Linked DNA regions of Mus musculus: regions 2, 3, 4, 5, 6 and 7 are each linked to region 1. The links are chromatin contacts, called in public Hi-C, HiChIP or PLAC-seq and promoter capture Hi-C maps. All regions are on one chromosome and are shown on one strand. The core of a region is the stretch at or near the end of the contact, and the rest is flanking DNA. Distances in the headings are between cores, read along the strand shown. Region 1 holds the start of Gtf2a2 (general transcription factor II A, 2). Region 2 holds the start of Anxa2 (annexin A2). Region 3 holds the start of Mindy2 (MINDY lysine 48 deubiquitinase 2). Region 4 holds the start of Ice2 (interactor of little elongation complex ELL subunit 2). Region 5 holds the start of Sltm (SAFB-like, transcription modulator). Region 6 overlaps Ice2 (interactor of little elongation complex ELL subunit 2). Region 7 holds the start of Adam10 (a disintegrin and metallopeptidase domain 10).

Region 1 (3,963 bases), core at 991-3,490:
GGACTGAGTTGGCTTAGAAAAGCTTCCCAGTCTTCAAAGGAAAGCCACTTTAGAATGGGTAAAGGTGAGAGGAGGGTAAGAAAAGCCACAGAAGTGTCAAAGTGTAAGGTTTGTGGAAATCTAGCAGGAAAGAGCGGCAGGTGAGGCTAAAGCAGAGGACAAGATGAGTTTGCCCCACAAGAGATCTGAAGGCAATGAAAAGCCCTTGAAACACTTCTGGCAAGAAAGGCAGAAAATCCAGCTTATGGGACCTGAAAAGGGTTAGAGGAATACAGACGTAACACATGTTTATTGACCTTGTAGTACTTATAGTCCAGAGATGGACAGGGGGAGATCTATTCAAACAATCATTATCAGATAAGACTTGGTGAGGCTGGAGAGGTGGCTCAACAGTTAAGAGCACTGGCAGCTCTTCCAGAGGACCCAGGTTTGATTCCAAGAACCCAAACGGCAGTTAGAAACCATCTGTAACTTCAGTTTCAGGGGATCTGACACCTCACACAGACATACATGCAGGCAAAACACAAATGCACATAAAATAAAAATAAATAAATATAACAACAACAACCACCAAACCCAAAACAATAAAACAAAACAAAAAAATCTTCCTGAATCCTAAGGAGCTCAGCTACAGGAAGGAGTATAACGAGATTTGGCAAAACTAGTGACCTGCCATCTTCAGATTACACTTGGTCAGCAACTGATCCAACAGAACATTCTGTGATCTGTTGTTTTCCGGTTCCAGCTCATGGAACTACTGTATTTCCTGTTTCCTTTGACAGTTCTTTCTCAGCTCTGACTTCCAGTTCCTGAATTACCTGCTTTCCCTGTTAGTTAGTCCATCTCAGCTTATGGTGTTAAATCCTATCTATGTGTTGATGACTTTGAAACTTGTAGCCTTCCCTCACTTCTCTCTTTGTACCCATATTCAGGATGTTCTACTCTACATCGAAACAATTATCAAATAGCTAAGACACTTCTCCTACAGCTAAGAGCAAATGCAGAGGACTCTTCTATGGGCCCTCAGAGTCATATAAACCATAAAGATGGTCCAATTCCTAGCAAATCTTGGAAGGGCAACTTTCAAAATGAATCCAGAAGCCAATCATTTCTCAACATCCCCATGATTATTTTATAATGCCAGGCCACTGACTCATGGTGTTCAAATTTTCTTTACTCTACACTTGTCCCTCACACTTTATAATTTGCAGCGGGGTTATCTTTTAAAAATATGGGCTAGAACATATTTTCCATCAGCTTCTATCAGGCCTGACGATCTGGCTACCCTCTATGTTTGGTTTGATCTATTTTCCACCTCCCTTTGCACTCTCAACTGCCCTGAGGATGACAGGCGTGGGACTGCCTTTGCGATGGCTGTTCTTTCTGCCTGTAATGTTCTTGCTCAGATATTAATTTGGCTAACACACAACTCCAATAGCTCCATTCAATTGCACCTAAACTGACCACCACATAGGAACTCCAACATCCATTATGAAACGTCTCCAAACCCTTCATCTCGCTAAAATTTTTTGATAGCACCGTCTGCCATCAAGTTACCTAACGGTCTTATGTTAACTTTCCGCATAAAATGTAAAGTCCACGAGGGCATGGATCTTTATTTTTGTTCACTTGATGTAACCTGCGGGCTGAGAACAGTACCGGATACTCGACGCGTGTCAAACAAAAACATTTAGCTCGTTCAAAGTAAACGCCAGTCAGTACGTGTGTATGGAGAAGGGGAGAAAAAGGTCAGAGAGACATAAACTTTAAAATAGGACAGGGGAGCCATGGCACGCTCCATTTGACATCTAAGCATTATTTGGAAAAGAGCTAACAGCGACTTCGACGTCTGCTGAAACGAGCTGGCTCGGCCATCTCCAATCTTTAAAGGTGGCGGCAACTGCAGAACTTCGGAATCCCCTCCTCACTGCAGAGCTGGAGCGCAGGCGCCGTGTGTGCCCGGCATCCGAGCGGGACGCCGGTCGCCTAAGCGCGGCCTGAGGAGAGCGGGAAGGCGGCTGCTCCCGCGCGGCTGCGTCTGTCTGGGGTCGCCTTCCGGCGGGCACAGCGCTCGGTACCGCCCGCCTCGCCGCGGCCTCCCCGCTCCCGGCCCCGCCGCCGCCTACCTGAGGGAAGGCGCTTCCGCCACGGCGGTAGCAGAGCCAGGTAGGGAGCCCGCTGCGACCACCTCCTCGGCCGCGGAAACCGCAGCCCTGTGCCAGTGACCCGGAAGTGCTCACGCGACCCGGAGGTGACGCCACAGGAGCCACTGCCGGCCCCCACCGCCGTTTCCGAGAAGGGGCGTGGTCTCTCCTGCTGGCGCTCGGGAAGCAAAAGGCAATGGGGCGACTGTCTGGCTTGTCAAAGTTTGTGGGACTGCAGTGTAGGGAAACCAGGGTTTGTGAGTCTTTCATCTTTTTCATTTGGAAGGTCTGCTGTATAAACTTCGTGACTGATACAAAAGCAAATACGTGGATATTCTGAGTTTCCAGAATTTCACATCCCTTTTCTTTTTAGCGGGGGTGCTTGGTTTTCTGCTTTCAAAACAGCAGCTATAGGTACTGCAGATGGCCAGTGAGCACATGAATTGTGACTTCGGATGCAAACACTCCAGGTCTGAGAGTGAAACATGTTCTCCTTTGTGCCATGCTGTAGGTTTTCCTTTTTAGCCTTTTAAAATCATATCCTTGCAACCCAAACTCATTAAATAATTTCCAAACTATGAAATACAGATCTGATTAAAGTTCAAATAGTGTTAAGATTGTAAACAGGCTGAACTTGTTATCAATTAAAAGAACCAGAGCAGGGTGTAGTGGCGCACACCTTTAAGTTAATCCCAGCACTCGGGAGGCAGAGGCAGGTGGATTTCTGAGTTCGAGGCCAGCCTGGTCTACAGGGTGAGTTCCCGGACAGCCAGGACTACACAGAGAAACCCTGTCTCGAAAAACCAAAAAAAAAAAAAAAAAAAAAAAAAAAAAAAAAAAAAAATAAATAAAATAAATAAATAAATAAATAAAAGAACCGGAAGCATCCACACTGCAGGATTGTAAAGGCCCGATGTTTGAAAGGCTTCACCGGAAAATTCAGTGTAAAAGTTAACGATTAAAGATGAAAACAAGGCACGAATGTATATTCCAACTAATTTATTCAAATGCATTAATGCTGCAGTAGCATGTGTAACAGATGAAGACACACCACTGTATTTGGAACCAGTCAAAGGAAGAGAAAAGGATATACTTTGCAGATCAATGGCTTCTCAGTGACAAAAACCAGAGGTGTATCCTGCAGAGAGAATCAGTCTCAATTCTCACTGAAATGACAATATTATCTAAGAACAGTGGAAAGGGCACAATAAGCGCATTCCGTCTAAATGACAGAATGTGAGCGTCCAATGAAAATCATTTGGAAGTATGAATCAAAGTGCAACAGTGTTTGATGAACTCCAAATTGTGTTCTATGTGAACAGAACCCCAAGGACTGTGCAAGCCAGCAGCCCTGAACATCAATATTTACTAGCTGGGTTCTCATGAGTAAACAATGAAGTAGCTGTTAGGACATTAACCTTTGGAAGTCTATATACAAAGGTACCATGGAGTAACTGACAGCTACCAAGTTCTCTTGTCAAACTAGATATGCAAATACACAATTTCAAATTCCAAGTTTCAATTGTTGTAGGAAATCTTAAGACAACTATCTGAAATAGCTTCTATCATTTTTTTAAAACTAATTTTCATACCCCCACTCCCAAACCCAGGGCAGGTCTCACTCTGTACACCCACCTAGGTTGTCCTGGAACTTGCTAAGTAATCCAGACTGGCCCCAAACTCCCAATCCTCCTGCCTTAGCCTCCAGTGCGGGAATTACATGTACATATCACCATAGTAAGTCCCAAAACAACTGGTTTTCATCTGGTGCTTGATTTCAAATGCTGTATGTGAATTTCTCAAAGCATTTTACATTTGG
Region 2 (4,301 bases), core at 130-2,629, 560 kb after region 1:
AGGCTGAGGATCTTGAATTCCAAGAGTTTATGGTTGCTTTTAAGGGCTGGAGTTGAATATGGCATAATAGTTCACACATGAATAGCTTTTTCAAGTTCTGGGAATGAAGTTCAACCTACTACGGTACTCTACCAATTACCAATAAGCTTGATCGTGATCATAAGCTCATGGTTTTTTTCTTTTCTCTCTCTCTCTCTCTCTCTCTCTCTCTCTCTCTCTCTCTCTCTTTTTTTTTTTTTTTTTTTTTTTTTGGTAGTTGGGTTTTTCCCCCTACAGGAATCTCACTTACTATGTAGCTCAGGTCGGATTCAAAAGGGATCTTGCTGCTCCAGTCTTCTGAGTGTTGAGATTACGGCTCTGTCTCAAGTAACAGTTATTTTGTTGCCTTTGCTTTGCTTTTACATTTGCATGACACTGTTTCAGTACGCTTTATTTAGCTATTTTTGAATGAACTTGTTTTCGGAAACCTTCAATAACTCAGTGTGAGTGGCGCTATCAACAGCAGAGTTCGGAAACCACTTTCATAGATAAAGAAACTTCTCCAACCACAGCCCTCCGCGCCAGCTTTGGAACCTGAGGCCCAGGAACCACGCCCTTTTCTATAGACCCTATCAACTGATTCATGGTGGCATCAGCACAGTCAAGGCAACGTTCCCTACAACCACCCGGGGACACTTCCTTCTGCACACATTCTAAGCGAGCCACAAACTCCCCAGAAGAAATGAAGTCTGAGGTCGCTGACCTAGCAGACAATCTAGCGTTCATGACGAAGACTGAGTTGAGATTGTAAAGAAGGGCACCCAGTAGTCAAGACTTGAGGTTCTGGTGCCCCCTGGACCTCCCCCAGGTACCCTGCTCCGACTCCACAAAGGCACGTCCCTCAGTTGCAAGGAAATTCACCTGAAATTGCAGAAGTTACGGTCCAGAGTGAGAGAACGCAGTGCGGAAAGCGAAGTGGGACTTCTCACTGCTGGGCCGGAGGCTCCCCCAGCGGCCACACCCAGTCCCCCTCCTGACATCTAGCACGTCTGGAATGCCGCCCCCTCGGCTCCCCGCCCCACAAAGGGTCTCCCCGTTCCGAGGAAACCTCAAGGGGAAGCACGCCCCGACCCCTGCGCCCCGACCCCTCAGGAGAGTGGCATGCAAAGAGCACGGTCACTTGCGGGACACTTTGCAACTCTGTTGCAGGGCCTCGCAGATCACCGGGTGGAGTGGGTCCCTCTCCGTGCCTCCCGGGGTCCCCATCGCCGGAGCCTGCCCGCTCCCCGTTCAGCACCGCAACCCCGAGGCCATAGCGGGCGACCGGGCCGCGCCCCACTTACCTGGGCCGGGCACGTATCGCTGAGAGCCTCCCTTGAAGCGGAGCAGCCCGGCTGGGCTGGGTGGGGCTTTTATACCCGCCCCATCCTCCCAGCGCGAGGCCGCCCCACATCCCCTCCCTCCCCGGCCTGTTCCCACCCTGCTGGGTGACTCATCCAACTTGGAACGTAGCCCAAGCCCAGTCCTGCCCTACGTGACAGCTCCACCGCCTCCCCAGGCCCTACAAGTATCCACCCATTTCCCCCGCCCAAATCCCCTTACTCCTAGAGTACAGGGCCCTGCTCAGGCTGGCTCTGGGTTATTAAGATTTCAGCTGCTTGGCTTGCCCAACTCACTTCTTTTGCTTTTAAAAGGCTTCTAGGCAGCGAGGTAATGGAGGGTAGAATTGTTTCAAGGCGCATATATTTGGATTCCTCTGAACTGGGCCGTTGGCACCCAGCTCTCCATCACTGTCTGCAAACATATTAGCTTAACCTCTGGTCACCAGCTGGAGCAGTGTGAGGAGGGTGTTCGCTTGGCCCTGCTTTACACAGTCTACTCCGCCTTGTAAATCAAAGCGGAGAGGCCTCTAACCAGCTAGGGAGACTAAGAGGTAAGGCTAGAAGGTACCTCCTTCCCCCAGTACTCCAATACACCCCAGGTCCTACGGTCTTTTCCTAATTGTAGGTTATTGAAGGTTTTTCCCCCTTCTCATTCCTTGACAAACTGTTTCTCTGGGTCATATTGTTTCTTTTCTAGCTTGCTTTTCCAGGAAACAACGCAGTAGTGAACTGTGTTTGTGGGTGACTGTTCACACCGCATTAAACTTCAAGCTAGCAAGAGAGCTGGAAATACCTTAAACACTAGTTTTGGTTCTTTTGTTTTGTTTTGTTTTGTTTTGTTTTTGTTTTTCAAGGCAGGGTTTCTCTGTATAGATCTGGTTGTCTGGAGACTAGGCTCGTCTGGAATCAGAGATCTGCCTGCCTCTGCCTCCCCAGTGCTGGAATTAAAAGTGTACACCACCACCGCTGCCCAGTCACACTAGGTCTTTCAACTCCGTCCTTGCAGAGTCTACCTCTCTGCTTTCTCTAGGTTCTAACGATTCTCTTCCATCTAGTTGTGTGTGCTTGTGGTTCACTCGTATCACACGTGGTCACGTGTATCACACATGACCTGCAAGGCGCTGTCAGCCTCTAGGATGCTGTCCCTTCAGAGCACCCACCTTGGCCCAGCTTGTTATTTGAGACAAGGTATCTCTTTGGCCTGGAGCTCACAAATTAGGCAAGATTGGTTGGCCAAAAAGCCTTCTACCTGAACTTGGAACAGAACTCAGGTTCTTAAGCTACAAGATCTTAGGCCACTATCTTCCCAGCCCTGGTCCCTTCTGATATCAACATCTGTTTATACTTTCCACTACGGTCTCAATTCACTCCTAGGAACCAAAGGATGACAGTTAGGGGAAGAGATAGGCACAGTGCCCACTGTCACATAGACAGGTAGCTGTGAAGTTGGCCCCAGCAGAGTGACAAACAGAAAACAAGATATCCCTTTTGATACAATGTCTGATTTACATTCATAGTGCTTCAGTGTGGGCAGCTTTAAAGACAGAAACCTTGTTTATCTGACTACTGGGGGTGAACATCTTGGAACATAAGACACAGGCACACACTACCAGCAAGCAGTAGCCTGCCTCCCTGGGTTATTTCTCCACCCAGGCCCGCAGGCTCCACATTCCTGCATGTGTGAGGGAGGGTAGGAGGTCCAATGTCAGAAGTAGCATTGAATTGACATCATGTGAAACATAAAAAAGCCACCAACCATCCAAAACTATTTTTGACTTATTGTGGACATCTGGCAAAGCTAAATGTACAGAGAGCTGTATGTGGCCAGGCCTCATTTATGTCCTGCTGAATACGAGCTCTTTCTTCTTGTCCTATCTCCTTAGCATCTCACATTCCATCGGGGGATCTCATTGGTTCTGTCTGCAAATTCATCTGATACACGTTTTATCAAAAGCCAATCTGAGGGGACTCTTCCTTGAGACACAGTTGGGATGGTTTGGAAATCAAATTAACCAATGCCAGCAACGATTGTATTACACTGAATACCCTGACTAGATAGTTTATAAAAATCCACAAAAAGGTCAGATGGGTGGGGGATGGGAGGAGGTAAAGTGCCTGCCTTGAAAATCGTGAAGACCAGAGCTCAGTCTCCAGAATCTATAGTGAAAGCTGACTGTGCTACCTGAGGTAGCCCAGACCTAGGGCTTTCAGTTGGCTCATCCCAACATCTACCTCATGCAGGGCCTGTCCTGCAGATCCAAAGCCGCAGAAACTTCCAGACACAGGGCATCTACAGGATATCCGAGAGGAGTCACAGTGAGGATCCAGTATTGATGGTGCAGCAGAAGCCAGAGGCCTCTAACCAGACCAAGAACTCACTGCAATGAACACTGCAAGAAAAGCTGTTTGAGCAAAGGGGTGTACTGTGTGACACACCATGACACACTGCAGTTTCCATAGGGAGGCTTTTTTTTCTTTTTAAGTTTTTTTTAATTATTATTTTTATTTTTATTTTTTTATTTTTTATTTTTTTGTAGAGGAGGTTGCAAGGATGGAGGACAGGTAGAAAGGGACAGGGAGATGAGTGGGGTTGGGGTACATGATGTGAAACTCATAAAGAATCAATAAAAAGTTAAAAAAAAAATCTCTCCACCAGCTGAGCAAGATGCCCAAAGGGCAGAAGGCCAAGGGGAAGAAGGTAGCCCCGCCCCCCGCCGTCGTCAAGAAACAGGAGGCCAAGAAGGTGGTCAACCCTATGTTTGAGAAGAGGCCCAAGAACTTCAGCACTGGACAAGACATCCAGCCCCAAAGAGATCTAACACGCTTCGTCAAATCCCCCCCCCCCTACATCAGGCTGCAGTGGCAAAGAGCCATCCTCTTTAAGCGGCTCAAAGTACCTCCTGCCATTAACCGGTTCACCCAGGCGCTGGACAGGCAGAC
Region 3 (4,104 bases), core at 411-2,910, 640 kb before region 1:
AAAGAAAGAAAGAAAGAAAGAAAGAAAGAAAGAAAGGAAGATAACTTCCAGTCTTAAAAACACAGCGTTCACATCTATAATCTCAAAATTGGAGTGGGAGAAAAAGTACAAGAGGATTGCTGTGAATTCCAGGTCAGTTAGTCTAAGACACAGGGTGAGACTCTCAAATTGGAAGAGAGGCAGAGCCAGCCAGGGCTACAAATTGAGACTCTGTCTCAAAAAACAAAAGTGAAATAAGATAAGCAAAGTAGTAGAGGGCTCTGTAGAGTGTTTGTCATACATGAATTGAGCCCCAGCCCTAAAAAAAAAAAAAAAAAAAAAAAAAAAAAAAAAAAAAGGAAAGGGGGGGGAAGAAAAGAAAGGAAGGGAGGAGAGAGTTGGAGGTGGGAAGAAAGAGGGAGAAGTCGAAGAGAGTGCCGAGAAAGAGATCATCATTTCTGAGAAGATAATAGTGATATTTTTAGTGTGAAACACAGTATTCAGTAACATGCTTGGTGCTAACACATGAATGAGCAAAATAATGCATTAATTTGTCTACTTTTCTAACCAGTAGCAGGACAGAAGTGTAACAATCCATGATGCACCATATATTTGTATACCTGATACTAAAGGAAGACCCACCTGTCTTGTTCATTTTTATATTCTCAGACAACTTTGAAGAGGGAAGGGTCCAGGAAAAAAAAAAAAAACAAAAAAAACAAAAAACCAAAAAACAAAAAAACCAAAAAAAAAAAAAAAAAAACACCCCACTTTTCCAGAGCAGGTTAGATGATCTATATCCACTCTTGCCAATAAATAAGTAAGTAAATAAATAGAAAAAAAAAGTTGCAGGCAACTCTGTCCATCCTCTATGCAGATGTCAAGCCCTGATGAGAAGTCAATTCTAATTTTAAAAGTCATTTTTTCGGGAAGCAGAAGCTTCCCACTCTGTGCAAAGAGAAGCCAAGTGAACAGAACCGCAAAGACTTGGCTTGCTTCAAACGCAAACTGATTTATTATTATTGGACCAAATTTACCCTCTCGCCTGGGGCGTAGGCCAATATCCACAACCTCATTGAACCTCCGGCAAGGCAAACCAGTAGCTGGTTGGGAGCGCAGCGATTCTCAGCCAAAACCCAGGGAGAGTTGTCCCTGTACTGCGCAGTCTTCCAAAAGCCTCCAACAGAACTCGCCTTTCAAATTTGCATTTCCTAAGAAATGCTTCCAATTCTCAACATTAAAAGCTAAAAAAAAAAAAAAAGAAAAGAAAAAGCCAGCTCTCCCGAGGCCTTCAGGGAATGGCTGTCTTCCAATGCTACTACCACTTTCGGGGTCCACCAGGCTCAAGCCCAAAGTAGACCACACTCCCTACAAGCCTCAGCCACTGCCTTTAAAGTAACCGCGCGCAGCGGGGATGCCCCGGAGTTCAACTTCCGGCAGCACACACAAGATTATTTTCCTAGTGGCGCTGCGGCTCTCCGAGCCGCGCCCCTGACCACGCCCTCAGCCACGCCCCTGGCCTCGCTCTGCCTTCCCTAGCCTGAACGCGCGGGAGGGGCGTGGCCTCGGGGGAGAAGCGCTCCCCGAGTGGGTCCGGGCGCTTCAACGAGCGCAGTCACGCGGAGGCACGCTCCGAGCGGGCGGGCGGGGGCACGCGCGCGCGCTCCCGCCGCCCTCTACGGTGACGTGCCTGGCCGAGGCCGCGCTAGGGCGCTGGAGCTGCTACAGAGCGGCTGTCATGGCGTCGGAGGCGCTTGCTGAGGAGAGCCGGCCGCGGTGTCTATAGGACCAGGGGCGGGCGGCCGGGGATGGAGAACAGCCCTGACAGCCCACAGCCTCTGGAACTAGGGGTGGCGGCCGGGCGAGTGTCGCCGCCGGAAGGGCGACGGCGCGGCGGGCGCGAGGCTGAGGATGGTCCCGCTGGACGCGCGGTGGACAGCGGCGGGCAGGGGGCGGCGGCGGCGGCAGCGCGGAGCAGCCTCGGGGACCCGACGTCCCCCTCGCAGCTCGGATGCGGCGCGGGCTCGGACTTGAAGGACGGCGCGTCGTCGAGCCCTGCCGCCTCGGAGGTGCCTTCAAGAGGGCAGCACAAGGTGACCGCCTCCCCGGAGCTGGCCGAGGCCGCGGCGGGCCGAGGGTCGGGGCCAGTGGGCGACACGGGCACCTGCAGGGTGGAGCAGGCGGCGGAAGAGCCCAGCAGCACCGGCGCCCCGAGCAGCAGCTGCAGCGAGCCGAGCCCCCCTGGGGACTCGCCCAGCTTGGACTCCCTGGAGTCTTTCTCCAACCTGCATTCTTTCCCCAGTAGCTCTGAGTTCAATAGTGAGGAGGGAGCAGAGACCAGGGTCCCCGAGGACGTGGAGGAGGGCGCGGCGGGGCCGCCCAGGGCTGCACCTCTATGCAAAGAGGAGGAGGAGGACCCGGCTCAGGTGCTAGCGGCCTCCAAAGAACGCTTTCCCGGACAGTCGGTGTATCACATCAAATGGATCCAGTGGAAAGAGGAGAACACGCCCATCATCACCCAGAATGAGAATGGACCCTGCCCTTTGCTGGCCATCCTCAATGTTTTGCTTCTCGCCTGGAAGGTACACTCTGCAGCTTTCTACTTCCTACAGCTTGTGGGGTGGGGAGGGGCAAAATGGGGTGAGGAAACTGCTGTTTGTCAGCTGATGGCTTCCTTCCATTCATCAGACTCCTCCTTTTTTTTTTTTTTTTTTTTTGAGACAAGGTTTGTCTGTGTAGCTTAAACTGTCCTCGAACAGTTTAAGATCTTAATGCTACAGCCTCTAGAGTGCTAGGTTTACAGACATGCACCCCTATATCTAACAGTCTCTTATTACATGAAATTAATTCCAGGATTTCTTTATTGAAAGATTATTCATGTGGCAACATGTCAGGAAGAATTGCCCCCAACTTAAGGTCTTTTTTGTATTAAAAATTCAACATTCGGTTAAAGGTTGTAACTGATGGTTTACCTATAAACAAGCAGAATCCAGAGCACCCTGCACTTACATCTTCTGAGTATTTTTAGCTATATTTGCCTATATTATTCCTTACTGACATTATTACATATGCAAAACAGTGAAAATTGGAAACAGTGATTGATCTTCAGTTACTATCAATCTTATATTATGGAGTAAGTTTTAATGATTTTATCTGCGTGTTTTCTGGAAAAGGCTGTTTGTCCCACTGTGGTGTGGATGCATGAAAGAACAGTGATGGGAAAGATACAACTTTTTAGACAAATTCCATTTAAGGAAAAGCATTGGTCTGAGCCTACTTACCATAAATTACTTGTTTCCAAAGACAGTATTTTCATCTTGTGTATGATTTTTTGTTTTTGTTTTTACTTTCCTTGTTTCTTTGACTCTACTTCAAAGGTTTGGCATTTTTACTAGTAACTGTACATTAGAATGTTTGTTAAGGAAGCTAAAACTATTAACAACTAAAATAAGGAATGATAAATCTAAGGTCTTGGAGAACAGGAAGGGAAGGGCAAGTGTATTGAGGCCTCAGAATATAGTGTCATATTTAAGCTTGCAGTATCTGGGTTTTGAGAGGATGCATCTCAGCACCTGTTTTCAAATTGATGATTCCACTTATAGTTAAAATGCTCCCTAGAAGAAGAATAGTTTGAATTATGCTAACCAGTTATGAAGAACTATGATGGATAGTGAGGGAGAGATTCCAACACCAAATCTTGCAGCACTAAGTTGGGTATCCGGGGCTCCTGATGGAATCATCTGGGTTCCAGTCATCTGGATTAGTCTGTTAAGAAGTAAGCATGCATGCTAATGAGTTGGAAGATTATTTTGATTAACCTCTGCTTAAAGCATTCGAGGGCTTTTCTAGCAGAGAGTTCCAAACTTTTCCACATTCTTCCCACAAACCAGTTCAAGATGTCTAAGAGTTACATTGTCAGGTTTATCATTGCAAAGGCTCCATTCCTGAGTACCAGTTTTCTGGCATAGTTACTTTTCTCAGTGCTGTAACAAAATACCTGACAAAAGCAACTTAAGGTAGGGTTTATTTTCGCTCACAGTTTGAGGGTACAGACCATTAGTCGGGGAAGCCATGGAAGCTGGCACTTGAGACCACTGGTCACATTGCATTCATAGTCAGGGAGCA
Region 4 (3,802 bases), core at 280-2,779, 610 kb after region 1:
AATATTGACAACAATTCGAGCACTTCTCCACAAGAAAACTGTAATAATGATATAAAATTATAACTAAGAACTTGAGTGTTAGGTTGTCATTTTAGGAATTGAAATCTTTCCAGCTAGGGGGCTGGAGAGATGGCTCAGCAAATGTCCTGAGTTCGAATCCCAGCAACCACATGGTGGCTCACAACCATCTGTAATGGGATCTGATGCCCTCTTCTGGTGTGTCTGCAGACAGCTACAGTGTACTCATATACATAATAAAAAAAATCTTTAAAAATCAGTCAGCTATAACTCAACAAACTTGGTATATGAACAGGGTAATTTCTGAGACCCTGGTGGCTAAAAATTATAAAATCTCTCCAGGCCAGAAATCTCCTTTCCTATGATACCCACCATCCCCAGCTTGTTCCTTCACAGTGGATCAGGAAGAGGACCAACTCACCAGTTCAGCCTTGGTTCACTCATGGTTATGCTAGAGCTCATCTTCCTAGAATTCTCCTTCACTCTAGCCCACAATTATTTCAGCTGGGCAGTGAAGGCTCCCAGAGAGTGAGGGTCGGATCCTTCCTAGAGTCTACAGTTAACTGAAGACAAACAAAAGGTCAAGATCAAACCTATATCACCTTGGGTCATAAAAAGCCTTTGCTTGATTAGCATCTACCTCAAGTGACTAAAACACACAGGCAGGCAGAACGATTCTTTGTAGCAAAGATCCGTTCCCTTTAACTTATGCAAGGAGTGTTAGCCTCAACATTAGCTGAGTTAGTAAGACCCCAAACCAGAAGGGTGCCCTGTGTTCTCGCATTGTTTACATTATGGCAGGGCTGTCTTCCCTTCCCCTCACTCCCTTACCACCAATACAAATCGTGTTTCCATTTCCTCTAGTTATATACAGCTATGGAGGCGGTCTATGACATGCGATGCACACAGAAAAGGCTCTCTGGATCCCAGGGACCGTGTCCTTTTCAAAGAGAACTTTGCACTTGTGACACTCAGGTGCGAGCAACTCCAGAAAACAATTCACAGGCACCTTTAAAGGTGTCATCGGAATTAACGCTGTAGCTTGACTTCTTCACTCACGCTGGGTGTCTGTCCCTGTCATCCCGTGCGGCCTTGAGATACTTAGGAGTCCAATGCAGGAACTGGCCTCTGGGTCCCTATGGGGTCTCAGGGGCGTCCCTCTCCGCCTACCACCTACCTCTCCTTTCCCCTGAGTGTGGGGCTGAGGGGGAGGGGAGGGAACTACAGAGAAGCAAAGGGAGACAAAAGTATCGGGGAAGGAGAGGGGTCGAATGAGGAAAGCCTTAGGGCCTGTGAGGGAAGCCGCCGAGGAAGACACGTGAGGGAAGCCGCCGAGGAAGGCCTGTGAGCAAAGTCCGGTGAGGCGCTGCCTCAGACCCGCGTCGCCATGTTCCCTCTCCCGCCCCTCGCGTTCCCGACGAGCCGGAGTCGGCGCGCAGCCGCCTTTCCGCCCACCTCAGGGTCCCAAGCGGCTCTGGCCCCCGAGAAAAGCCGACGCTTCCACACACGTTTTGTGCTGAACTCACTGCTGCCCGCCTACGAAGGCCTCATTTAAAAGCCCCGAGGGCGCCCGCACGGCCGCGCGTGATGACGTCACGCGAGCGCCGCGGGACGGGCCTGCGCGCGAATGCAAAGGGAGGACTGGCCACAGTGTTAAGGGACCAGGTAGACCCAGGCTGTAACTTCAGGCTTCCCTCATTCTGATCCTGACTCGTCAGTAGTTTTTATGTGTGTGCTTGATTGTCTGTCTGTCTGTCTGTCTTAGAAATAGTGTCTCAAGTAGGGCAGGTTCACTTTAAATATCCTATGTACTCCAGCCAAGGCTAACCTTGAACTTCTCATCCTTATGACCCCCACATCCTGAGTGTTGGGATTACAGACATGCACTACCACCACACCCCATGTATACGGTGTTGGAAAGGGAACCTAATCTTTCAGGATGACAGGCAAGCACCCTACCAAGTTACATATTCAGCCCCTATCATCAATTTTTATTACATACAGATAAGGGTTTTGGAAAGGTCTAAATAAGACAAAGAATGAAGCTATATTTAGCGCACTACTCAACACATACTAGGCTCTCATTACACCCAAAATCTCCACTCCACTCTCTTTTTCATTTTAGAGATAGGCCAATGTCTGCTAGTGGGCCTTCGAGTCTCTCACGCTATTCTTGCAGCAATTCATTAAAAAGAGATGGATTAAGCACAAATATTTTCTGTTTGGTGTTGAGTGCAAGAAGGACCAAAACTAAAACCGGCTTTTCCAGAACTTCTGATTTTTGGGACTCTAAGTCATCGTGTGTAAACGGATCAAAAAAGAGAGTGACGAGCCACTTTAAGTGTTACTGGGGCTGGAGAAAAGGCTTGGTAGTTAAGACTGTTTGCTGCTGTTCTTCCAGAGGACTCAAGTTCAGTCCTCAGCACCCACATGAGGTGGCTCACAAACATTTGTTATCCAGCTCCTGAGGATTTGGTACCTACCCGCTGCCCTCCTACCTGCTGCCCTCCGAGAGTACCCAAACACATGTGGTACACACATGGAGACATTTAAATAAAAATAAATCTTTTAAGACAAGATGTTGTGGCTAGAACCATAAATGATGACCCCCTTTTAAGCTGGGTGTGGTGGCGCACGCCTTTAATCCCAGCACTCGGGAAGCAGAGACAGGCAGATTTCTGAGTTCGAGGCCAGCCTGGTCTACAGAGTGAGTTCCAGGATAGCCAGAGCTACACAGAGAAACCCTGTCTCGAAAATAAATAAATAAATATTTAAAAATAAAAATAAATAAATAATAAATAAATAAATATTCCCCTTTCAAGTTTACTCATCTTAATCTTCCCTCTTTCACTTGCTTGAAATATCTGATTCTCTTCTATATGTCTTTTGTGTATTTTCTAGTAACATTACTGTTTTAACACACCCATGATGTTATCTTTCTTTCACTTCTGAGTCCCCCATGAAGTATCCATTGTAAGGTAAGGTTGGTAGTCCCCAGTTTCCTCAGTTTTTGCTTATCTTGGAAGATCTTTGTTTCCCCCTCATTTCTGAAGAATAGCTCTGCTGAGTATAGTGATCCTGATTGGCAGTTGTTTTCTTTCCTGACTTGAAATATGTCATTCTGTGCTTTCCTTGCCTGTAGGGCTTTTACTGAGAAATTTCCTCTTACTCTAATGGGGCTTCTATTAAATGTGATTTAGTGCTTTGCAGATTTTACAGTTCTTTTCTATCACGTATTTAGCTGTTATCTTGCTGCTGTTCTGGGGATTTAACCCCGAGCTTTAAGTATGCTAACCAGGCATTAGCGCTGAGCTGTAGCCCCAGTGCTGCCCTATCCTCTTGACAGTGTGGTTATGTAATGGTGATGGTTCTTTCTGCTCATGTCTTTTCTGGGGATCCAGAGGTCTCCGGTTTATGAGTGTCCAATACCTTTCTGAAGCTAGGGAAGCTTTCTGTTAGCATTTCATTTAATGACTGTTCTACACATTTAAACTTTATTCTCTTGACCTGGGTATGGCAGTGATAGAAATGTTTGTCCCCCATTCAATGCTGTCTCCCAAAATCTTGAATGTCCTTTTTTTTCTCTTTTGTTCTGAATTTGATAGTTTGAAAGGTATGCCTTTAAGTTCTCACAGTCTCTCTTCCACTTGATGTGCTCTGTAGTTGAGGCTTTCACGTGAATTTTCTAAAAGATATTTATTTTTAAAATAAATTATTTCAGGTTTATGTGTCTTGTTTTATGTGCATAAATGTTTTGCCTGCACATATGTCTGTGTGTGCAGTG
Region 5 (3,865 bases), core at 893-3,392, 530 kb before region 1:
AACTATAGATACCAGGCATCAGACAGTTATTTGTCTACTCTCTGTGACAGTTTATGAGAAGCGGAAATTTGCAACTATTCAAATAAGATTATACTCACCAGATGTTTTTAATAACTAATTCCCATTTATTATCAAAATATTCATGTGAAAATTACCTTTCGCTATTCACATCAGATCATTCTGCCCTGGAAATACACAGAGCCCAATTTAAAAGCTACATTAAAAACCTAGTATCCCCATACCTTAAAACTTCTTTAAAGCTAATCAGTTGTGGGGTTTTTGCTTTTGTTAGTATGATCGATGAGGTCTTTTGAATTTCACTGAAAATTATTAGACTGCATAATGGAATAAATGGGAAATAAGCAGTATGTCAATTAAAACATTAAACAAAGGTTACAGATCTTGAATATACTAGAGAGAACAGCAAAGAGCCAAGGAAAGGTCTAGTGGGAATTTCACCAAAACTCTGCCAATTGTGGGGCAAGGTAGACATGGATCAAACTGTATTTCTTTCTTCAGATATTCCTACTATGAAGGATCGGTATGCAACTTAACTTTGTACCTTTCCCCAGAATCAATAAAGAACTTTCTTATTTTCTGGTCATCTTCAGCCGAATCTGAAAGGCTGCAAGTTACTCAGAGCCTGCTAACAGTAACTTTCTTCCTTGACCCAAGAAGGCAGAGTGCCAGAGGGAAATAGCAAAGAATAGCACTATATAAACAGGGCGAGTGGTACAAGAGCAGAGCCAAGTTATAGAACCAAAATATATTTTAAAATATGTTCAGAACTCGTAACAACCTTTGCCTTTGGTTGGTTTCTTGTTTGGAGTATCAGTTGAAACAGTTAATTCAATATTATCTGGATCGCCTCCTTCCTCTTCAATAGCCTACATTAGAAAGAGAAGTTAATATGCTACACAAACTATCTAAACTTATTTTATAAAAACTTAATGAAAATATATTACCAAACCTCCAGCCTCAAAACATTAGAATTGCCAGTTATTTTACAAACCGACTTCACAAACGAGTAATTATGCTACACAGAAAGGGGTGGAGGGTGTCATTGAGTATCGAAATGTCCTGGAACTTGAAATTCCACCCAGTCGATGGTTCCATGTCACATATACTGAACAAGAACCTAAATATGTTCTATTACAGAAAGTTTGTAGCTACTTAAATAAGGAAGAGTTTTCCTAACGTATTGCGTACACTTGTTCCCGTCTCCGATTCCAAGGCTTCACGCGAATAAACCTGAAAGCTTAACAGGACTGAGAACGTGGATGATTACGCTGATGCAATCAGAAATTAAGAATTAAAAATAAATCAGTTAAAAGCCTAGTGGGGAAAAAAAAAGATGAATCTTCCCTTCTCATCCACTCATCAACTCCCACTACGGATTTCTCTGAACAGGGGTGAAGAAACGGTTGGACACAATTAAACGGTAACTTCGGCCAAGTCAGCAAACTAACCATCGCCTCGGAGCCCGAGAGATGCACGCGCTGCGCACCGCCCGTAGGCCGGGGTACCCAGCGCCGCCCAGGGTCTGCAGCTCCACCCTCCGCAGGCCGCAGAGCCGATGGAGAGGGCGTCCCAGGGGAGGCAGGGGGCGCGACCGGCGGCGGCTCGCGAGGCCGCTGGAAGGCCAGGCTCCTCGCGGAGGCGCGGGCCCCGCGCGCCGGGCACGCACAGGCACCACCCGGTCCGCCCCGACCGCGGAAGCGTAGCACCTAAACGGCGCGGCCTACGCTGCCCTGCGCGCAGCGTCCGGGCCTCACCTGCTTCAGCCGGGAGACCAGTACCGTCTTGACCCCGTTGATGTCCAAGTTGCGGCGCTTCAGCTCGGACCTGAGGTCGATAACCCGCAGCTCCGTGATCTTCTTCCCTTCCGCCGGCCCAGAGGCGGCCGAGGCTACCACGGCCCCGGCAGCGGCAGCCATTTTGGGAAAGCAACGCGCTGCCGAGGCAGCTAGTGGGCTGCAGGGCGGCGGCGGCGGCGGAGGAGGAGGCAGCGGCGGTGGAGGCGGTGGCCGCGGCAGCACCAACTTCCAACCCGGGCCCCGGGCGGCCAGCGGCGCCGCGCTACGCTGCGCACAATGAGCCACTGACCACGCCCCCCCACGGGGACCACGCCCCCGACTCTGCTCCAGCGCAACCTGCAGCGGCACCCGGATGACGGGTGCGCGTGCGCACTGAGCAGGCATGGAGGGGGCGGAGCTCGCAGCGGACCGGTGGCTCGGCCTCTGGCGTGGTCCCGGGAAAGTCTCCGCGTGTCCAACCGCTCAGCTGTCCTCGGTACCACGGTTCCCGCCTCTCCATTAGCCTCCTTCTCCTCTCATCTCTTACCTAGAGCCATCGCCACTTGAGAGGCACCCCATAGTAGGGAGAGTAGGTGCGTCTCTTCACCGAAATGAGGGGGCGTGTGCGCCAGCCTTCCCGGAAGAAGTACGGAATCATCGTGGAAAGGTGGTCGGGGTATACTAGTGAACTTAGGTCGGCGGGTTCCGCCCCGGAACGCCCAGCGAAACCTGAGGCCGAGAGCCCAGGGGACAGTGTCACGCTGTGACCCCCTGAAGCTTAGCCCCTCTTTGCCTGAAAACTACCAGGCAAACGTCCTCTCCTCGTTTGCCTCAGCTTGCCCATCCCCTCCGACGGGCCTGATGGCTCAATGAAATTGTTCACAAAAGGAGAATAACTTAAAAGTATATGTTGCCCTGATCCTATACAGTATCCTCTGCCCTGCGCCGCCAGCATTTGGTATGTCAAGGACAGGGGCCACTTTATGGAGAAATAGCCCGCATAGTATCTCTTAGTAATTTTAATATTATTAATCATCACAGCGTAAATATCTATAGAATTAACACAAAGTTGGACAAAGTTAGGAAACACAGGGAACTGAATTAACATTTACTGGTGGGTGATGTTTTGTAAAGGCAAGGGTATGTTTTGTAGAGCGAGGTATAGAGCGGTGGGAGGGACTGCCTCATCCGGCTGATGCTGAGGCATCCCCACCCCAGGTACCATCCATAAGACTGGTCTAGTATAGAATAGAGTTTATTTGGGGGTATGGCAAGGGGAGCTGAGAAGGGAGTAGAGGCAGAGAAAGGGAGAAGACAGAAGAGAAGAGCCCGGCCAAGAACACGTGGAGGGGGGAGGGGAGAGGAAGAAAGGAGTCAAAGGGGGGGGGGGGACATTCCCATCCAGGCCTACCTGGCTGTTGCTAGGTAAGTGTTGGGCGGAGCCTAGAAGGAATGCTAAGGTGCTAACAAAGGTGGGGTTGAGGTTGTTTTGTTTTACATCTTTCTCCAGTTTCCTGGTTATAAAACTTAAATTGGACTGGGCAGTGGTGGGACATGCCTATCAGCACTAAGGGGAGAGAGGCTTGTGGATCTCTGAGATACACTACACTCCAGCCTGGTATCTGCAGAGTGACCCAGGACAGCCAGGGCTACACAGAGAAATCCTACCTTTATAAATAAATAAATAAATAAATAAATAAATGTGAGGTGTGCCTTACTTTGGGTTGCTACACACAGAGGAATCCTACCTTTATAAATAAATAAATAAATAAATAAATAAATAGTAAGGGTGAGGTGTGCCTTACTTTGGGTTGCTCTTTCTGAATCATTGGTTCAAATGGAGGAAAACTGGACGTTATAAAATCATACCTGGCAGTCAGTCAGTTCAGCATTTCTTTATGACTTTTAAGGAATTCTGGGATATAACAACCCCTTTAATTCTTCCCAGCTGCTAAAAGAGATTAAGTGACTTATAAAATATGGCTTACACATATGGCTTGTGTGTGCCAGTGCTGTGCTAATAATCTTAGATCTTCTGATTCCAAGTTCCACTCTCTTATACCACAAAT
Region 6 (4,059 bases), core at 113-2,612, 580 kb after region 1:
CCAACCTCTCAGAAAATCAATGCAAAAGAAAACTTGATAGTGGAAAGTAAGAATTTCAACAAACTATTTTAAAGGATTTTGGGGTCTTCATTTTTTTAAAAAAAGATTTATTTATTTATTATATGTAAGTACACTGTAGCTGTCTCCAGACACTCCAGAAGAGGGTGTCAGAGCTTGTTACCGATGGTTGTGAGCCACCATGTGGTTGCTGGGAATTGAACTCAGGAACTTCAGAAGAGCAATCAGTGCTCTTAACCGTTGAGCCACCTCTCCAGGCCTGGGTCTTCCTCTTTTTAAGTAAATTTTATGTGTATGAATGTTTTGTTTGTATGTATGTAAGTGCACCACATAGATGCAGTGCTCACAGAGGCCAGAAAATAGGTCATCTGGTCCCCTGGAACTACAGGTACAGATGGCTGTCGGCACCCAAGTGATTGGGAATCAAACCTGGGTCCTCTGCAATAAGCCACTTCTTTAGACTCCAATTTTTGGGTATAATTTTTTATATTAACATGGAACACACACGCATATGCACACATGCGCGCGCACACACCTTCTAAAGAACAACAAGAAAATTGCCATTGATGACAAAGCTTGTATTTCTGAAATGACAAACACATTTCTGAAGCTTTTAGTGTTTATTAAAAAACAGGTAACAAAAAGTAAACATATTCTGTCCCCTCAAATGCAAACTGGCCAAACCCACTGCTGATGCTGCTTTCTGAATTAACCACAATACATGAGAAGAAAGAAACAATCCTAGGCTTAATGGCACCTTCACCATGTCTGATAGGATCATCAAGTGTTTTTTTTTGTTTTTTTTGTTTTTCCTGCATCCTCATGGTTATTTCTGCTTTGGGTAGTATCTTACCACATTTACATGGAATTTGTGCAAAGTAGTAGAGATATTGTCACCAAAGCTGTCACACCACAGAATGCTTTTTGTTTTTATAAAACACAAGGGTGGTTGCCTAGTAAGAAAATATTAATTTGCCACTTTTCAGAGATGAAGATTTTTCTTGTTTTCACTTTCGGCGTCCACAAAGGAATTTCAACAAGTTTTCAAACATCAACAGCAGTTTTAATACTGACAAAAATGGGTCAGAAACAATGCACAGAGCTGTTTCTAACATTGGCAATATTTAACTATTGGGCCAGTCTCATTTGAGTGGCAATATAATCAAATTGATAACGTAATACATGACAGTTCCTAAATCAGCAAGTGGTTTTCCTACCTATGATCTTTAGAAAAGAATGCTATAAAAATATTTTTCTTATTCAGTTTGCTGCCATGCTAATGGAGCATTCTACATTCTCCGTGCACCAGGGCTGAGGAGTGACTAACTCCTGCTGTCACCGCCATTCCTGCAGTCAGTAGGTTTCCAAGGCACTTTGTAAGAACTCCAGGATAGCGAGGGGAGACACTCTTCTCACTAGCTGATCTTCTGGGTATGTTTCCCCTTAAAGTTCAACATTAAACACTGTTATAACTGGGTTTTCTGAAACTTCATTTTCTATGGTCCAGCCCTTACATTATTTTCCTTTTATTCCGAGCCACTCCTTCATTTTCAACTTGCTGAACAGGCAGGCAACTGCTTTTGGTTTCCATGGAGACAGGATTCCTGTGGTTACGGGTAGGCATTCTTGTCCCACCAACCTTAGAGATGAAGCAAGAGCAGAATAACTTAATACATTCACAACTTGCCTGCACACAAGCCACTCTGCATCATTTACACAGGGACTCTCAACTTGGGAATGACCTTCTGTAAATTTTTAAGTCCCAGCCACATGGCTAACTTAAGAAGTTTTAATCTGACCCAGTTTTAAAAACATTAAATTTCTAGCAACAACGAGGAAAAAAGCTAGAGCAGGGCTCAGCTGTAAACTTCTGTTACATTTGCAAGATGCTGAAATGTGAAATTAGAAAACGAGGAAAGGCCAGACCTTTGAAGCACTGTGCAATTTTGTAGAAAGGCAAGAGAGGAAGGAGAAAGTGAGGACAGGGAGAGGAAATACAAAGGAATGGAAAGACAAACAAGAGGCCAGACATAAGATGGAGCAAGGCAAGGAGATAAGGAAAGAAGTTGGGAGAAGAGGCAGTCTAAAAAAGGAGTAAAAAACATGAAAGGAAAGAAGGGGAGAAACCGGAGGAGAAGAAAACTGGAGGTGGAAGGAGAAGAGGATGCCAACTGAACGGGGAGGAAAAGGCCTAGAAAGGAAGAGGGGATAGAGCAGGTGAGAGAGACCCATCTCCTCTTCATGCCTGCTCCAACTTGTACCCAGCCCAGAACCAGAGTCCTGCCTCAAGAGAAGACTTGGAAATGCTATAACCTTCCTGACCAATTAGAGGCCTCACACAGAACCAAAATTGTATATAGCCTACAACCATTTCCACAAAGCTGCCTACATCTGCCTCAGATTCCCCTTGCCACCTTGCACCAGAAGTGTTTCTGTACATCCCGTGCAGTCAATCCCACAGATGGGAAGGTAGGGTTATGATACATTCAAACCACTCTCTCACAGTCTAGCCTAATGAACAAAATGCCAGCATGGAGGTTCACTAAGAATGTACCAAAATCTAGTATCTCTACTTTCTCTTTCCTAAGCTTTTTTTGGTTTGTTTTTAAATTACATGACTAGAAATGGGGCAAACTTGAGCGCTTCAGTCAGACAGTGTGTCTGTTGGTCTCTGATGCTCAGGTCTAGCAATGAGCGACCAGTGAGTGCTGACTCTCAAGATGCCTGTCACTTGCCCACTCAGCAGGCGTTTTCCCTGAAGGTATTCATTAATTGAGTTTTTGAGGAAGGCAAACATTCTGAAAACTGTGTTCAGTAAATGGCTACTATAGAACCTATAGTGGTGAAAGGGGAGCAGATGGGACTCTGCAGTCCAACTCTTCTTGGTGTCGTAGAAGGCAGATGCAGATACTGGAAAATGTGTCAGTTCAGGGCTGCAGCCCTGTCCAAGGACAAACACGTCATTTGAGAGCAGTTGGGATGGATGGTCACACTAAGGCAAGGCTACACCAGAAGGTGTAGCAGACAAATGCTTCACACAGGCTCTGACTTCCCAGTTTTAAGAAAGCTCTGATCTTTCTACATATATGCTAAGACTAGAATCCTACAGGTGCTGAGCTCGGTTGGAATTATTAAAGTCCTGTTTCTATGGCCTGGCTAGGAAGGCAGGGAGGTGACATCAGGGTGGAGAACTGCACAGTGTACACAGTCCTATGCAATGTGAACACCAACACCCAACAACAACAAAATGAACAATGAAAAAGTCCTTAGAATTTGTAGGAAAAGCTATTTCTTAAAGGGCTTCAGGATGTTTACTGCCTGGGCATAACAGAAAGAAAAGAAGAACAGGGTGTCCAGGAGACACACACACACATTTACTATAGGCTAGCTGTGGTGGAAGGGGTTCTGCTGGCTTTTAAAACACACCAAGGGAATATTAGTTATCTAACTGTCTATGTCGCCAGTGCTGGGCTATGCAACAGTCTGTCCCCTGTACTGGACACTGTTCAGTAATACACATGGTTGAATAGTTAGAATGTGTATTTATGTGTTCACACAGAATTTCTCCTTGTCTAACAAAATTTTCTTGTTGCACTGCAGCATATTTGACTACTCTACTGAAAAAGTTAAATCTTCCAAGAAATGCTAAGGTATAATAAGCATTCAATATTTGTAGTTAGTCTATACACTCACTTCTTTTAAAAACACCTTGTATGTTTTCTTCATTTGGGAGGCAGAGGCAGGCAGATCTCTTTGAGTTTGAGGCAGCCTAGTTTAAAGAGTGAGTTCCAGGACAGCCAGGGCTACACAGAGAAACCCTATCTTGAAAACAAAGAAAGAAAAAAAGTTTTCTTAAAGTTGTTCAGTTCTAAGTTATTAAACCACTCATTTTCACCAAAAAGGAATAAAACACCCCCATACAGAATTATATGTTATAGTTGGCAGACTATGATTAGTGTTTCTAAATTAAAAGAAAACTATCTTTTTAGAAGATAGGTTTTCAAAAACATTTTTCTAATTATTATTTTTAAGTTACTTAAG
Region 7 (3,989 bases), core at 161-2,660, 670 kb before region 1:
GCCAGACAAAAATAGGCTGGGTCCTGCAGTTTAAGTCAATGAGACAAAGGGATGAACACAGACAATACACTACAGAAAACACTAGGATATTTTCTAAAGTATCAAATTAGGCTGCTGACAACCATCCGAAGCACCCCTGGAAGTTCTGGGGGTTGTTTCCAATTCAATGCTTTTAAGCTAACCTCTCTCCAGACACTTGGGCGGCAAATTAGCTTACCTATGGTAAAGCACTTTCTCATAGGAACAAAATAATCATGCAACCTGTCCTAGGAAAGCCTGGGAATGAAATACCGCTGTCTCAAACCCGAAGCATCAGGAAACTTGAAGCAACAGTGAACTCCAATTTGCAGGGGGAGGGAGCACAGCCCTGACAATCCTCTGACTAAGCAGTACGTCTGCTCCACCTGAGAGTTTAAGAAAACTCTGCAAGTTGGTTCGCCCAGGAAGGGTCGGTCTTGCTTCTCTGTGGACTCAACTCAAAAAGACAGATGGATCGAAGAGCATCCTAAAACGGCTTGCCCTTCTCCTCAGTCAACTAAAGTCTTGCCCCGGGGAGACAGAAGACAGACAGACAGAACGACAGACACACACACACACACAACCTCCGGCGCGCTGGCTACAAACACTCCGAAAAGAGCACGAGGCGGAGGGAAGGCACTCGGGTGGGACACGCACACCGGCGTCCGACACCCGGCCCGGGTCCGCTCGCTCGCTTGCAGAACAATGCTCCCGCCGCGCTGCCAACCTCGCAAGTTGCTGCGAGTCTGCGCGGTCCCGGGGCTCGGACCCCGGCAGGGCTGAGGTGGCTGCGGAGTGCGCGAGGGCGGCTGGCCTGGGCTCCGCCGCTCCCGGGGAAAGCGGCGCGAGAAGCCGGGCAGGCAGGGCCGCCGGGCCGTGGGGGCGGGGAAGGCCTGGCCCGGGGCTCCGCAGCCTGCTCGGGCCGCCGCCGGCGGGAGCGCGGTCGGGGCGCGCGAGGGACAATAGCGCGCGGGGAGCGTCGCTCGGGGTCGGCTGAGGCGAGCTGAGAGAGCTGACAGAAGCCGAGGAGACCTGACACGCGCGGCCCGGCTCCGCGACGCTGCGCTCGGCCCGACCGACCGCCGCTCCGTCGCCGCCCGGGGTCGTGTCTCACCTCCCAGCCCCGCCGCCCAGGAGAGGAGCAGAATTAACACTGTCGGCAACACCATCTTCCCCGGCCGCCGCCTCCTCACGGGTTAACCGCGGTGCATCGATCCTGAGGGAGCCGCGACCGGCGCTGGGTCCCGACGAGCCTCCCCGGCAGTGGCACCCGGCGAAGCGCCTCCCTCTCGCTCCACTTCAGGGGCCCAGCCGCGCGCCCTGCTCCGCCAAAACAGGGCCCTCCCTCCCCCTCGGCCTCTTCCTTCCTCCCTTCCCCGCTTCCCTGCCCTCGCTCTTCGCCTGGTCTCAGCCCCTTCCCTGAGCCGCGGCCCTCCGCCTCCTTTCTCGCCACGTGACGCGACGGCACCCAATACACTCGCGAGGCCGCACCCCTGCCTCCCGCCCCGCCCTGCTCCCCCAAGCGCCCCGGGATAATGCGCATGCGTGCCGAGGCGAGCGCCCGGGCCGCTAGGCCCCGCCGCTGCTTCCTGTCCGCTGGCGGAGAGCAGGGATTGGCCTGGGAGGGCGGGGCCGCTGGAGACTCCGCCCACCGCCCCGGGCGGGAGCGCTCTTTTCCCTGTGAAAGTGCTACCTGGTTCTTCCAGCTGTTAAGGACTGTCTCTTGGAATCACACCCTACCCCGAAGCTGTCAAGAAGGGCTTTCGGCTTCTTCGCCTCCAAAAAACTAGAGGTTTTCCTTGCTTCTCTATCTGTTTCTTTTGAAGCTCTGCAGCTGCCAAGTAAACAAAAGCAGTCCCAGCAAACCATGATTTTAGCCGCGATACACAGCTCTGATGGGAACATAAAAGGAAAGATCCAACAGGAAGAAAAAAATACCCAAAGGGGTATCTTCCCGAACCATTAGCAAATGTATGTCACCTACTAGGCCTTAGCCATAATAATAAATAAATAAATAAATAAGCCGGTGGTCCTTAGTCTCCAGCTCAGAAAATGCTCGCTTGTTAGTCTGTTTCCCTCATACCTCCTTCATGCCAACTTCTACAAAACCGGTATTTGACTTCTCATTTACTCGCTTTGATTCTTTATACTCGTATTCAAGAACTACAACTTTAGGAGTAATGGGAGGAGGGATTTGTAAGGGTGGGACTGGGAGGAGAGGAGCGGGGCTGCTCTTCGGATGTAACGCGAATGAATAAATGAAAAAAAAAAAGAACTACAACGTCTTCATCATACTTAACTCTGCTTCGGTTGACTCAAAGAATATGAGTTTATATTATTGATAATAAGAATAAATTGCAAACCTTTTACTTCCGCCCTATATATTTTCTACAACCTACATTGTTAATGTAGATAATGTGGTTTTTAAAGAAAACAGAAATAAAGATGAGAATACTTTTCCCACCCCCATCTCCCATCTCTCATCTAATTATCCCAGGTTATTCTTTGAGTGGTTATGAGGCCAAGGGTAAACATGAACTTCTGATTCCTCCCATCTTCCATGCACCGTCACACCTTACTTAAGGAATATACTTATTTTAATTGTTTTGAAAAATGAATTGTTGTTTTGCTTCACATTACTAAACTCAATACTGCAGTCAGAACTTCCCACATCATCATGATTGTCCTGTCCATTCGTTTCTACTGAAGCATATAAAATCAATACAGAGTAACTGAATGCTGTTATTTCTTTTTCCTTTTGTAAAGTGTCTATTCTGAGTAACCTGCAGACATGTTGCTTATCACATGCGCTGTTTCTGCCTTATGTACTCACAGGCAGTAGAAGTTTTGACTTTTTGAGTTATTAATCCATCTCTGTGACAAGTTTGATATTAGGTAGTATTGTTTATAATCAATTCTAATAATCATAAGCAAAGATCATTTTCTTTTTTAATTCAAAGAAATCGCAGGAGTTTACATCTAAAATGCTGTTTCTTTTCTTTAAAAATATGAATGAATAATGAATGGTATTTTCATGTTACAAGTTTGGACTATTGCTTTGCTTAAAGTCTTAATTCCATTACTGGCATTTTCACAAGTGAAGAGGAAAGTGAGAAAATGTACCGGGGTAAGGTCTGCATTGATGCCATGCATCACAACCCACTTGAGTTTGACTCCCACCCCTGCCTCTTAAAAGCTGATAGACTTTGGCAAGGTTATTTCAAAATTCTTTGTAACCTTGGCATTTCCCTTGTAAAATGAAAATTGCCTTTTGGAACTATTTTGATGGATTAAATTCAGATCACTTAACACTATAAAGCAATTACAAGTGCTTAGCAGATAATAATTGTTATATGGTAAATAAAGTACATAAATGCCATTTATTTCCTCAAACAAATATCTAATCTAGTGGAAAATAGTGATTCCTTGGTTTTTAGCTGGGGGGTGGGGGGGAGGGTTGGGGGAGAGGGAGGGGGAGAAGTAGAGGGAGAGGGAGTGATACTTGGCCCATAATAAGCATGTGGGAGTCAGAGAACAACTTTATGGAGTGGGCTCTCTCCTTGACCTTTATTTGGGCTCTGAATGACTCAGGTCATCATGTTTGTCCAGCCCACCTGTTCCACGAATTACTTTAGCAGCAGTGTTACTTCAGCAATAATGACATTTTTGATGCTAAGAGTAAGAGTTTTGTTTGTTTCGATTTTTGTTAAGACCATAGAAAGTATCCCTACGTTATAATGAAACATTTCCTTCATAAACAAATGCCATATGTGATGTATCAGGTTAACAATATTAAAGAAAAAATGCTTACTGCACAGATCTAAGACCAATATCGTCCAGGTAGCATAGGGCAACCTTGCGTTTCTGATTCCTTCGCTGCTAACTCCTGAGAGTTGGAACTACATGCAAATGCAGCTAGGAATCAAATATAGCACTGTATGCGTACTGAGCCAGTACTCTACAACTGAACT

What was found. Promoter capture Hi-C pulls out the DNA fragments that hold promoters and counts their contacts. Hi-C and Micro-C count contacts between places; a contact is called where the count stands out from the background. HiChIP or PLAC-seq counts read pairs in DNA pulled down with a chosen protein or histone mark.
Region 2: a contact with region 1 is called in a promoter capture Hi-C map of neutrophils. The contact joins the promoter of Anxa2 here to the promoter of Gtf2a2 in region 1. A contact is called at or near these places in 8 of 39 promoter capture datasets (the 3T3-L1 cell line, the C10 cell line, the HPC-7 cell line and 5 more), 1 of 15 datasets of contacts at CTCF or cohesin (the NIH/3T3 cell line), 1 of 484 Hi-C or Micro-C datasets (bone marrow-derived macrophages), 8 of 115 datasets of contacts at active chromatin or transcription factors (the NIH/3T3 cell line, bone marrow-derived dendritic cells, bone marrow-derived macrophages and 5 more) and 2 of 9 other capture datasets (adipose tissue and pancreatic islet).
Region 3: a promoter capture Hi-C map of erythroid cells shows a contact between it and region 1, with 17 times the contacts expected there. The contact joins the promoter of Mindy2 here to the promoter of Gtf2a2 in region 1. A contact is called at or near these places in 7 of 39 promoter capture datasets (the SN4741 cell line, erythroid cells, hippocampal neurons and 3 more), 1 of 484 Hi-C or Micro-C datasets (CD4 T cells), 2 of 115 datasets of contacts at active chromatin or transcription factors (large pre-B cells and memory CD8 T cells) and 2 of 9 other capture datasets (adipose tissue and liver).
Region 4: an H3K4me3 HiChIP or PLAC-seq map of the 230-238 cell line shows a contact between it and region 1, with 5 times the contacts expected there. The contact joins the promoter of Ice2 here to the promoter of Gtf2a2 in region 1. A contact is called at or near these places in 14 of 39 promoter capture datasets (the 3T3-L1 cell line, 3T3-L1-derived adipocytes, the C10 cell line and 9 more), 6 of 115 datasets of contacts at active chromatin or transcription factors (the 230-238 cell line, the SCID.adh cell line, bone marrow-derived macrophages and 3 more) and 1 of 9 other capture datasets (macrophages).
Region 5: a promoter capture Hi-C map of liver shows a contact between it and region 1, with 4 times the contacts expected there. The contact joins the promoter of Sltm here to the promoter of Gtf2a2 in region 1. A contact is called at or near these places in 19 of 39 promoter capture datasets (the 3T3-L1 cell line, 3T3-L1-derived adipocytes, the C10 cell line and 12 more), 5 of 484 Hi-C or Micro-C datasets (CD8 T cells, Sertoli cells, embryonic stem cells and 2 more), 11 of 115 datasets of contacts at active chromatin or transcription factors (astrocytes, effector CD8 T cells, embryonic forebrain and 7 more) and 3 of 9 other capture datasets (adipose tissue, liver and pancreatic islet).
Region 6: a Hi-C map of adipose-derived mesenchymal stem cells shows a contact between it and region 1, with 3 times the contacts expected there. The contact joins the enhancer-like site here to the promoter of Gtf2a2 in region 1. A contact is called at or near these places in 2 of 39 promoter capture datasets (the 3T3-L1 cell line and cranial neural crest), 3 of 484 Hi-C or Micro-C datasets (3T3-L1-derived adipocytes, adipose-derived mesenchymal stem cells and bone marrow-derived macrophages) and 3 of 115 datasets of contacts at active chromatin or transcription factors (bone marrow-derived macrophages, embryonic stem cells and pancreatic cancer cells).
Region 7: a contact with region 1 is called in a promoter capture Hi-C map of erythroid cells, with 29 times the contacts expected there. The contact joins the promoter of Adam10 here to the promoter of Gtf2a2 in region 1. A contact is called at or near these places in 10 of 39 promoter capture datasets (the C10 cell line, cranial neural crest, erythroid cells and 6 more), 2 of 484 Hi-C or Micro-C datasets (embryonic stem cells and regulatory T cells), 2 of 115 datasets of contacts at active chromatin or transcription factors (memory CD8 T cells and thymic regulatory T cells) and 1 of 9 other capture datasets (liver).

Annotation. Positions count from the first base shown.
Region 1 is chr9:70,010,825-70,014,787 of GRCm38.p6, reverse strand. Gtf2a2 (general transcription factor II A, 2) reads right to left here and starts at 2,240. Exons shown (of 5, transcript NM_001039519.2): 1 at 2,127-2,240. Bnip2 (BCL2/adenovirus E1B interacting protein 2) reads right to left here. Exons shown (of 11, transcript NM_016787.4): 11 at 3,129-3,963.
Region 2 is chr9:69,450,761-69,455,061 of GRCm38.p6, reverse strand. Anxa2 (annexin A2) reads right to left here and starts at 1,379. Exons shown (of 13, transcript NM_007585.3): 1 at 1,323-1,379. It also overlaps the pseudogene Gm4978.
Region 3 is chr9:70,654,730-70,658,833 of GRCm38.p6, reverse strand. It overlaps Mindy2 (MINDY lysine 48 deubiquitinase 2), which reads left to right and starts at 1,660. Exons shown (of 9, transcript NM_172772.2): 1 at 1,660-2,561. The coding sequence starts at 1,788. Gm31872 (a long non-coding RNA gene) reads right to left here and starts at 1,163. Exons shown (of 3, transcript XR_379591.4): 1 at 622-1,163.
Region 4 is chr9:69,395,725-69,399,526 of GRCm38.p6, reverse strand. Ice2 (interactor of little elongation complex ELL subunit 2) reads right to left here and starts at 1,529. Exons shown (of 16, transcript NM_145618.3): 1 at 1,474-1,529; 2 at 440-581. The coding sequence starts at 480.
Region 5 is chr9:70,540,992-70,544,856 of GRCm38.p6, reverse strand. It overlaps Sltm (SAFB-like, transcription modulator), which reads right to left and starts at 2,142. Exons shown (of 21, transcript NM_025690.4): 1 at 1,776-2,142; 2 at 800-887. The coding sequence starts at 1,937.
Region 6 is chr9:69,429,639-69,433,697 of GRCm38.p6, reverse strand. Ice2 (interactor of little elongation complex ELL subunit 2) reads right to left here. Exons shown (of 16, transcript NM_145618.3): 16 at 624-1,657. The coding sequence ends at 1,529. Among named protein-coding and RNA genes, the nearest start is that of Anxa2, 22 kb to the left of the region's middle. Within about 2 kb of position 1,362, at least 96 of the 459 cell types and tissues checked have an H3K27ac peak or open chromatin away from gene starts, as enhancers often do. A contact at or near this core is called in adipose-derived mesenchymal stem cells and pancreatic cancer cells, where this site is marked.
Region 7 is chr9:70,676,403-70,680,391 of GRCm38.p6, reverse strand. It overlaps Adam10 (a disintegrin and metallopeptidase domain 10), which reads right to left and starts at 1,410. Exons shown (of 16, transcript NM_007399.4): 1 at 1,133-1,410. The coding sequence starts at 1,187.